Linked DNA regions of Neogale vison: region 2 is linked to region 1. The links are chromatin contacts, called in public Hi-C maps. All regions are on one chromosome and are shown on one strand. Each heading gives the region's core, a stretch centred on a gene start, on an enhancer-like site or on the middle of the called end of the contact. The rest is flanking DNA. Distances are from core to core; before and after follow the strand shown. Region 1 overlaps DGKI (diacylglycerol kinase iota). Region 2 overlaps CREB3L2 (cyclic AMP-responsive element-binding protein 3-like protein 2).

The links. A called contact is a pair of places that touch in the nucleus more often than the background predicts.
Region 2: a contact with region 1 is called in a Hi-C map of fibroblasts, with 16 times the contacts expected there. The contact joins two enhancer-like sites. A contact is called at or near these places in 3 of 3 Hi-C or Micro-C datasets (fibroblasts, muscle and tongue).

The regions. Positions count from the first base shown.
Region 1 is chr4:215,625,104-215,630,384 of ASM_NN_V1, forward strand. It overlaps DGKI (diacylglycerol kinase iota), which reads right to left. Exons shown (of 34, transcript XM_044246660.1): 4 at 1,921-1,995; 5 at 598-654. Among named protein-coding and RNA genes, the nearest start is that of DGKI, 190 kb to the right of the region's middle. Within about 2 kb of position 1,963, the one cell type or tissue checked has open chromatin away from gene starts, as enhancers often do. A contact at or near this core is called in fibroblasts, where this site is marked.
Region 2 is chr4:215,863,956-215,869,498 of ASM_NN_V1, forward strand. It overlaps CREB3L2 (cyclic AMP-responsive element-binding protein 3-like protein 2), which reads right to left. Exons shown (of 12, transcript XM_044246663.1): 6 at 4,921-5,067; 7 at 3,838-3,896; 8 at 2,465-2,533. Among named protein-coding and RNA genes, the nearest start is that of DGKI, 50 kb to the left of the region's middle. Within about 2 kb of position 3,861, the one cell type or tissue checked has open chromatin away from gene starts, as enhancers often do. A contact at or near this core is called in fibroblasts, where this site is marked.

The DNA.
Region 1 (5,281 bases), core at 713-3,212:
CAGAACAACTGCTCCTCACTGTGACTTCCTGTTTCCCTGTTTGTCTTCACGACTGGGCCGTGAGGCCAAGGACTGAGCACCGAATGTAGTTCTTCCACCTATCTTCCTCCCTACGACTTAGCAGATCAAAAGTGCAATTCAGAAAGACGGGGTAAGGAGCCTCAAATCAGATGGCATCTAGACGAGTATGGAAGCCAACCTGGTTTCAGAGTTCATGGGAAAGCTCAGTATCTACGCTATCCCCTCAATAGCTTCTACCCACTCAAAATTGGAAAATAGAGTTAAAACGGGCCATAAGATGATAAAATTGGTATTTACTTCTTACCTCTTCAATTCTACCACCACCTCTGTACCTCTGTACCTGTTCATTAAGATCTTAGCTCCCAGTGCATTTCACGAGAACAGTAAAGGACAGTACACACATGCTAAAGAGAACGCGAGATTTTACTCAGGGCATTTATTGATGTATTAACAAGAAACCAATGTGGAATGGAGGGAGCTAGACTTTAGTTTTTAAATCCCTGGTGAACGCCTGTTAGACCAGTGCATCAATGAGAAATAAAGGTGGTATCTGAAGTCAAGCTCTGAAACACTCACTTCTCTCGGTGATCTTGAGCCCCCTTCTCGAAATGTCGGTTTACATCTGAAATTAATCTGTCATTTAAAAAGAAAAGTGTATTACATTAGGGATAAGCACCAGACTATACTGACTTACCTGAACAAAGCAATAGTGACACATATGGAGACTACAAAACAAAACCCCCAAAGAACAAGGAACACAGTATAACTCTTAAAATCATCACCCTAGATAATCATAGAGAGCCCAGGTGATTCTGTATCTCCAATGCATGTCTCTTCATTCTCATTGATGAAATCAACTTATCTCTAAATAATAACCCCCTTACACTGTAAATTTGAGAAAAGGAGATAGAGAGGAAGAGAAAATATGTAAGGCAGATGAAATTACGGAGCTTTGTTTCAGATTTTAAAAGCAGGAAAACATCAACTTGAGGAATTGTGATGATGATAATTCACACACAGAAATTTTCTTTAAGTCTTCAGTACTGCCTTTCTTTTACACACAGGCAGGTCTCCCGGTAACATGTCCACCTTCTTTAGTTACTTGAGAAGGTGAAAGGAATATAGAAATGAAGGAGGACATAGTAAATGGGGTTGGAACAGCAAAAAGAAAAAAAAAAGTGTGTGTGTGTGTGTGTGTGTGTGTGTGTGTATACACATATACATATAAATGTTAGTAGCCATCCCTACAAAACAGCAGTTGGCAACAATCGGTAACATGGTCATTAAAACAATGAATGTTGCAGGGGATGAAACTATTTCAACATGCAGCAGCTCAAAAACATAGGTAACAGGGAGACTGACGTGTAGAAAGAGATGAGAGGCAAGAAGGAGAAGACGGCAGACAACACATTCACGCCTGGAGCCTCCCCTTTCCCACAAATGACTGATCAACGGACTCTGCAGAATCTACTTCTTCGGGAGGCGAGACAGCACGGGGATGTCACCCCCAGCCCACCCAGTGGAACACCGCCCCAAGGAAGGAAGGAGAGCTGCCTTCTGGTCTGACTCTCTTCTTTGCCTCCACTTTAGGAAGAGGAAACTCACAAATGTCAGGCGAATCTAAACAATGATTTCAAAGAACTTATTTTTCTTAAGGAAAGAAAAAAAAATCTTGTGGGAAATTCTATGGGTGAATAACAATGTTTGTCATTATAAAAAAAATAATAATATAACTCTTGTGTACCAGGCTTTTCTCTCTAGCCTGGTAACAAGGCTGGTCTTCCAGTGTTTGAAAAGGGCGCAGTTTTGAAAAAAGTTGAGAATAAGAAGTGACAGCTGGTCTTAGGAGGCCAAACACCTGCAATGTAGCCACCACTGCAGCAGGTGGCGCTGTCTCACCTTTTCTAGCTGTTCAATGCAGGCAGTGTGGACGACGATCTTACAGACCGCACACTTCCTCCTCAGGGCCGATTTCTACAACATTCAATTCAAAATACAAGAGGAAATGTTAACAGTCTGCTCTGGAAAGTTCCCTGGCATTAAAGAGAGTATACATAATGAAAGCAAACATAAGCAAATGCTGAACATGAAAATATGGCGAACTTGAGTCTTCTGACCCACCCCCTGCCTCTGTATCTGGATGACCTAGGGTGGCTAGACTTTTCTCCAAAATGTAATATTTATAATAGCTGCTATATATTGAGCATATAATATGAACCAGGCTCCTTATTCTATCTTTCTAAAGTTTTATAACCTAATAACGTAGGCACTAGTAGCCTCCATTTTTATGGGTTTCTTGGCTTGTTTTCATCTTTTTGCATTTTTACGCAGTAGTTAAGCAGCAGAACCAACATACAGAATTAGGTCTAAGCTCAAGAGCCAACATCCCAAGGGACCAATCGCTTTAGGCTTCTATCCCAGGCATGAATCTCTACAAAGCTACTTGGGTCTTCCCCCAAGTCATCAGCAAAGTAGTAAGACGAGCCTAACTCCTCCACCTGGTAATAACAATAAACAGTAAAAAATAGCAGCAGGAGCCACTAACATGAATGCAGGACTCGCTGGGAGTCAGGCACTCAGAAGCACTTCACAAACAGGAACTCATTTAACCTTCGACAGCGCTACGACATCGGTAGTACTTTTATTCCCATTTCACAGATAAGAAAGCTGTGGCCCAGAATGCAAGGGGTGTGAGGTCTCATAATGAGGACCCAGCAGAGCAGGGGAGCCCAGGTCGGAGCTCATGCTTGTCTGCATGACCCAATTTGGCCTCTTGGACGGTCAGTACCAGTTTCGATGCACAATAAAATACTTTTTGAGGTGCATACTTCTTCAAACAATTAAAAAAAAAAAAAAAAGCAGTAGGGTAGGAAAGGAACAGGTGCAATTTTGACCATGCCAGGGCCACGTAAAATCCACGCAAAAACACCGGGGCCTCCCCACAAAGCCCAGGCTAGAAGGCAGGTCCGCATGAGTAACTGGGGTTTGAGCACGGAAAGCGGCTTAATATAACAAAGCTAATCTGTGAAACGGGGACTCAAAGCATCCAAGTGTGAAAAGCCTCGAGTCCTTATTCTTAGGAAAGGTGCTGGGAGAGATTGCTGGCAAACTGCCCTCTTCTGATGTGTGGCTTCCCCTGTGGAGATATAATTTTTGAGCCAAGAATTGAGGCATTGCTACTCCCGAGTAAGTTTAGAAGGACTACAAGCCCTCCCCTTGGAAGCGGCCATGTTAGGAACTCGGCAGACACAGCCTGCTCCCTCCCAGACGGTTCCATGCATTCAACATGGGTTATGCACATTCTTCTCTGCCTCCCACGAGGCACCCAGAACCCTACAGCAACTCCGCTTGCAGTCTAGACACCCGCTGACTGAGGTTTAGTTACCGCCTCGCAGACAGCTCTCCTCTGCCCGAGGAAAGAACATGGTCTGGAACATTGCAAAAGTTTGACAATCAATTGATTTTGCAAAGAACAAAGAAAAACAGAAACCCAAGTGTCTAGCCACACTACTGGAAAATGTCTCAGCTCTACTACTGAAAAGACAGGGGGGAGGAAGAGGGGGTGAGAGGAGGGGAGGAACAAGGAGGAGCAGTAGTAGCAGCGGCAGCTCTCAGGGCAAGGGAAAAGGATTCTAGTTTGCAAATTTTCGCGAGCACAATGCCCATAAGCAAATTCAGGTTGCTCTCCCGTTTCCTTTGGATGTTCTGGTAGAGATTGAGGAGGTAGCACCACCTGCTGAAAATGCATGGGGCATTTGAGTCACTGGCCACTCAGAGTTGCAGTGATGCTAAGGAAACTGCAGTGGGTTCCAGTCTACTCCTAATCCACAAAAGCCTTGGTGGATTCCGCAGCAGACGAAGCAACTGCGCTCACAGTAGGCAAGTAGGATTTTTAACCTCCTTCCTTATGAGTAATTCCCTGCTCCAGTCTGGCTTTGCACCTGCAGAGCTCCAGGGACCCTGTGAGGACCCTGTGAGGCATCTCAGACCAAACGGATGGTTGTAGGAAGAGCACTACGTAGGAGCAGGGACCCGGAATGCCTCTTCCTTGCCATATTTTGAATCCCAGGATTCTAAGTCAGAATCTCTTTTGAACAAGGGAGCTGGGCTCCTGGTAAGAGCTGGAGAACCACAGTGTTAGGACATGTTATCGCTCAGCTTTCCCAGACAGCATGTAAAATAGACCAACATCATTCACGGGGAATAATTCAAGCTCAGTGTTCTCCAGATGATAAAGTATGAAGCAGAGTGCTTTAGGTTATAAAACCAACTTTATTTAAATAATATTAAATTATAAAAGACCCCCATAACATACATGTTTTCGTGCCTTTAGAGCTGGTATATATAGACTATAATCTGAATTTTTCTTCGTAAACACTGGAACATGATGCATTTTACCGTGAAGAAGTTATTTTGGCTTTCTGTCTTTCTAACTAACAGACTACATATCCTTTCAGTGTTGTTGTGCCTGTCTTTTGTTATCTTCAGTTTCTTCAGTGACCACTACTAAAGAGTTTATAAGCTAAGAAATCCAGTAATTCAGGTTTATGGTCATAGGCAAAATTAAGCAAATCCTGAATGAAGGTGTTTTTCCATAGTAATCAAATACATGATTTCACTTCCTCAACTGATAAAAACTGTTCTAGCGAATCTCAAGTTTTAACTGCTGACTTCTTGGCTTATGACTATGTTTCAATTGGTCAAAGTTATTCGAAATCATTGAAGGATAAGCTTCTGAGAAGAAACTGCCAAAACAAAGGATTTTTGTGCTTGGTAATGTTACAATTTTTATTTGCACGATTTAAACTAAATACAAAGCTAAAATATCAGAATCAGACTGTATTTACTTTTTCTTAAAAAAAAAAAAAAGACTGAACTCTTATTTAAACCAATGCTTCCTTCACTTTGAAAAGAGATGAATCAAAAAAAATCATTAAATCCACATATGTTTACAAATTAAAATATGAAAATTTTAAAACCTCACTCCCTTCGATCAATTTAAAGGCCAATTAGACTTACTGCTTTAAATGTCAAGTAAAGCAACTTCCATGCTCTTACTAGGGGTTTTCTGCTTTTGGCAGTATTCAAAGGAACTCCATTAGCTTGTAAATTGTGTATGTATGTGTAACATCTATGAAAACAAACACAACATAGGTTATAATACAGATTATATCCTATCACACGAGGATCAACATTTATTTGTATATAAAAACAACTCAATGATAAGCTGTACTTCTAGTCAGTGGGGATAATCCCACTG
Region 2 (5,543 bases), core at 2,611-5,110, 240 kb after region 1:
TGTATAAAATATTACAAAATATAAATATCTCTGGGTGAAAAGATTGCAATTTTTTCTTTTTGAACTGTAGTTTCTCATTTTTTTCTGTGATGAGGAATATATTACATGTGTAAGTTGTTTTCTTTTTGAGATAGAGAGAGAGCGAGCGAGCACACAAGTGGTGGGGGGGGCGGGGGGCACAGAGGGAGAAGCAGAGTCCCCATTGAGCAGGGAGTCCTCCATTGAGCAGCATTTGATCCCAGAACCCGGAGAGCATGACCCAAGCCTCAAGGCAGACATTCAACTGAAAAAGCCGCCCAAGCACCTGGGTTGTCTTTATTTTATTTTATTTTATTTTTTAAAGATTTTATTTATTTATTTGACAGACAGAGATCACAAGTAGGCAGAGAGGCAGGCAGGGAGAGAGAGGAGGAAGCAGGCTCCCTGCCGAGCAGAGAGCCTGATGCCGGGATCGATCCCTGGACTCTGAGATCAAGACCTGCGCTGAAGGCAGAGGCTTTAACCCAGTGAGCCACCCAGGCGCCCCACCAGGCTGTCTTTTTAAGTTTAAAAAATATAGGGGTGTCTGGGTAGCTCAGTCTTTTAAGCATCTACCTTTGGCCCAGGTAGTGATCTCAGGGTCCTGGGATCCAGCCCCAGGTATGGCTCCCTTCTCAGCGGGGAATCAGCTTCTCCCACTCCCTCCCTCCCTGCCCGTGTACGCTCGCGCTCTCTCTCTCTCTCTCTGTCTCTCTCAAATAAATAAATAAATAAAATCTTTTTTAAAAAATACAATACAGCACGGTCAGCCGGGAGAGGGGAGGAGAGGCCCTTCCTAGGAGAAGCGGGCAGCAGAGCACTTCTAATCACAAGCACCCGCTCCCCAAAGCTGAGCCCATACTGCACCTCTGCTGCCCCCGTGTGGCTGTGAGAAGACCTGGCACCTGGAGCCCTTCAACAAGGACAAACCCGGATCAAACTCCAGGATTATCTTGGATACATTCTTCTTTCTCTTTCACCAGTTCATAATGTGGATTTGTCCCACTCGTGAACATGGAGCATTGTAAGTGCTAGGATGGGCATTCAGGACGCTAACAAGTGGACACAGACTCTGGTAGGGGTTCAGGACCCAGAGATCTACTACGGCAGGAGTGAAGTTGGAGGTAAGAAGGGGCAAAGCCTAGGGAGACTACTTGACCACAGGGAACCATGAAAACAGAACCCTAAAGCGGTAACGGAAACCGTCCCCCTTTGCCGCAGGGGATCAAGGCAAGAGCACCTGGAGCCAGGGGGTGTTTATTTACTTCTGCCATCGTCTGTGGAGCACCTGAGGCAACTGCCCTCGACCTGCTGTTTGAGCACAGACGTTCCCAGAAACGCAGAGGGAAGTCCAGTGGGTTACAATGTCCGATGTTCCCACTGATGGTAGTTTAAGCTTAGAAGTAGAAAATCCTGCTGCCTAAGCATCGCACCACGAAGACGGCAACCAAATTTAGTGTTATCAAATGACAGGCAAATAGATTTAACCTGATCCCTTAATGATTGCAAAATCATTATTAGGCATTAATGCTAAGCCTTGAGATGATTAAGTAATATTCTTCTTACCTAAAAGGCTATTTTTCTCGGCTTACATTGTCAGATCTGTAACAACTAAGGGCAACAGGATCCCCTAACGAATATTTTAATTTTTAAAGTGTAGTAGGCACTGCGTACACATACACACATTCTAGATTAAACTCCCCAACTCTTAACCCTATACCTTAACCCCTTTTTGTTAATCCTATACCTCAACCCCTTTCTCTTGCATATGACCCAGGATACCACTCAATACACTTCTCTTACATTTAGGCTCCAGAGACAAGTTGCCTGCATTCAAATGCAGCTCTATTATTTTCTGTGTGACTTTGGGCATATCACCTAACCATCTGAGTCTCAGTGATCTGCTCTATATAATGGGGATATTAATAGGACCACCTCATAGGGTTGCTGGAAGGTTAAGGAGCTGACATCTGTGATGTGCTAAAAACAACATCTGACAAGAAAGGGCTAGAAGAGCCTGTTAACTCACTCTGTCTCCAGATATTTTTTTAAATGGGTTTGAAATATCATTAATTTTTATAAACTGTAACTTAAAAAAAAAACAAACCTGGTGTCCTCTTTTCCTTTCACGAATAAACACCATCTGTTACTATGATTGGGTGACAATGAAGAGGCCAGTCCCTCCCGTCCACCTCTAAAGCTGAATGTCTTTTTCATGAGAAACAAACTTACCATCCTTATTCTCCTCCAAGCTTCCTGCCATGTATTTTAGGAAAAGTAAAGAGTGTGTGTGTGTGCGTGTGTGTGCGTGCAAGTGTGCGTGTGTGGAATATGGCCATCCCGAATGCCTTCACACCTTCCTCCTACTGCACCTTCCTCCTGGATCTGCCCTTCCCCCACTTTCCATTAGGCAGTTTCAACAGCTCTTCACTCCAGCGACACTCACCTATTGGTGTTCTCCAGAACCTCTACCTTCTTCCGAAGCTCCAAGTTCTCAGTTGAACAAGACTCCACCCTACAGAGGAGCAAGAGAGAAGACATTTAGTTGTATCAGTTGAGCAAATGCAGGTGGGGTTTGGAGAAGGAGGACTGGGCTTCAGCTACTCTAGGAAAGTGAGGGAGAGAGCCCAGCCAACCTCAGTTGGGAAGAAAGGTAAGAAGACAAAAGAAAAAAAGAGAGAGAGAGAGAGATGAGTAACACGTGCCTCGGAACAAGAAAATGAATAAGGATGGTACAAACTGTAAAGTCCTAGGGTGTTCCAACCTCGATTTCTTTTATTTCATCCCTATTGCTCTCAATGTCCATCACTCATCTCCCTCATCTACAGGAGCCTGGATGCTGCTGGCTGTAGTCTTGGCCAGAAGGACTGATAGGGATAGACAAGGGAGGAGGAGAAAAACGCAACGCCTCAAGATAAGGAATCCAGCTGCAGGAACATGCCTCCCAGAGGCATTAAAGACCATCTTGACCCTGAAGCCTACAGAAAATAATGAAACAGCATGGGACTACTTCATGCTCAATTACCAACACCTAACCTAGGAATGTAGAGAGTAGGAATGTCAAGTAGGAATGTCAAGAACCAGCCAGGATCTGCTCTTCTCCCCAGACACACAGGAAGATTCACTTCCGGGTCGGGGGCCTCATTTCTGGGTCAGGGGCCTCATTTCCGGGTCAGAGGCCTCATTTCCGGGTCAGAGGCCTCATTTCCATCTTAGACGGTATTTGTTGGTCAAGTGGAGAACTATATTTCTAAGGCTAATACAAAATTGCATCTCATTCATGTTTTTCGACAGCCCTCCTGATCTTCTGGACTACTCGGAAGAACAAAGGGTGCCTTCGAGTGTTTTTGTGGGTAGTAGCTAGCTTGAAGCATGAATTACAGTGGACGGAAAGTAAAGAACGCCGGCGCCACTCGCTGCGCGGCCCATGTGCCTTCTCTAGGGCGTGAGGGATGAATTAGCACTGCTCCTTTCGGCGGAAACAGTGCCTCTCCTCTGAGGAGAGTTCCAGGAACGGGAATGAGTGTTAATATTTGCACTTGTTTGCAAGGAAGCCTTCGAGGGCTTACTCTGTTTAGAAGTGCTGTGGTACCAACGCCTGCTAAGATTGAGTGCATTTTTTAACTTAAGGCCGTCCTTGTAAAGCCTCCCCCTCTCAAATCCACTAGGTGGCAGGCAAGACCTAGGGGATGGACCAACCGGCTTTGCTGGTGGCCAGAATGAACTTGATCCACTTTCCCTGAAAACAGAAGCTTGGCACACTCCCATTTTCCTAGGCAGATCACCCAGTAACACACCCAGTTTCGGCAGGAGGCTTACTTTTTCTCCAAGCTGTCCATGTATTCTTTCTTCTTTCTCCTACTTTCCTGGGCAGAAATCTGACACAGAAGGGGAGAAGAAAGGATTAACTTCCTGCCAGCTCCAGAAGTCAGTTGTGTGTAAATGGAAGAGAGGAGTCTGTTCGCACAGAAATCCCCAGAGTCCTGCTCATTTCTGTGGCCGTTCTTCATTGAGATAACCCGCTGGCTCATCTGTGAGTCATCTCTTCTGACCTCCCTGGTTTCAACCAGCCTGTGTGGTCACTAGTTCCCACCAAAGTGGGCCCCTCATGGGAAGCCTGGCAGGCTTGAGTCAGAACAGAACATGTGGGTCACACACCATCTATGTCATCTTCAATAAATGACTTCAACTCCATGGGCCTCAGTTGGCTCAACTAGAACAAGTACACCAAGACAGTTGGGCTTGGTCAGACATAACCCCCTTCCTGGTTCTGCACAGGGACCAAGAGTGGTAACTGAACTCTCTTTTTCTTTCTTTCTCTGTCTCTTGCCTTCTGGCCTGTCTGTACCCTAGCCATGCCCCCTGAACTCACCAGTCCTGATTTGCCCTGTAGGGACCTAGGGCTAGGAGACTACTAAATCCAGGCATAGGACAGCAGATTACAGGATTTTTTTTTTTTAAATCAAAAACCTAGTAAAAAAATTAAACACCCATAATGCATTTATATTATTTATAAATTATATACATGCCCACGAGAAGGAAATATTGTGTATACCATAAAACAGAAACTTAAAAGGCTGATGTAAAAAATATTAATGGGAGTTCTAATGTTTTCCTCTTAGCCCGGAATGGATCCCCATGGGCACCAAGGAATAGGCACACCCAATTTGGGATCCACTGACACAGAGGATGGGTAGAGGGACTAGAGGAACACAGAGGTCAGTGGGGACTGTGTTCCTGCTCCCCACTGAGGGGAAGGGCAAGACTGAGCCTTGTCCCCCTTGTCTTCCCTCCATGAGATGGGCCAGTGTTGGCCACTGGGAAGAGGGGGAATGGGGGTACCCAGGCTTAATTCTTGTCATGGTCTCTGATCATAAAAGCTCCTCGATTTAAAGGGCTCACCTTGTTCTTGATTTTCCTCCGAATCTTCTTCAAAGCCTTCTCCTCTGATTTTGTTAGAGGCAATTTGGTGGGGATGGGATAGCCCTCGGCGATCAGGGTCCTCTTCTCCTCTTCTGTCAGGACCAGTGGACCTGACCCTTGCAGTTTCTGTGCAGATTAAGAGGCAGAAAAAGGGTCAAAGCAGAACAAGTGGGCAACACTCAAGAAACATGCAGAATTCAGGGGCGCATGGGTGGCTCAGTGGGTTAAGCCTCTGCCTTCGGCTCAGGTCATGATCCCAGGATCCTGGGATCGAGCCCTGCATCGGGCTCTCTGCTCAGCAGGGAGCCTGCTTCCTCCTCTCTCTCTGCCTGCCTCTCTGCCTACTTGTGATCTCTCTCTCATGTCAAATAAATCAATAAAATCTTAAAAAAAAAAAAAAGAAACTTGCAAAATTCTGAGAGGAAAGGTTGCTCATATGCTTCAGGTGAGAGATGAGTAGTCTGAAGTGGAAGCAAAGATGGAGAACACAACCAAGGATTATCACTCAAGGGAAAGGGTGAAGAAACCTCCACCCATCAATTCCCAGAAGGTACCCCAGTGGGTAAAACATCAAAAGAAACATTACAGGATTCATTTCCCAC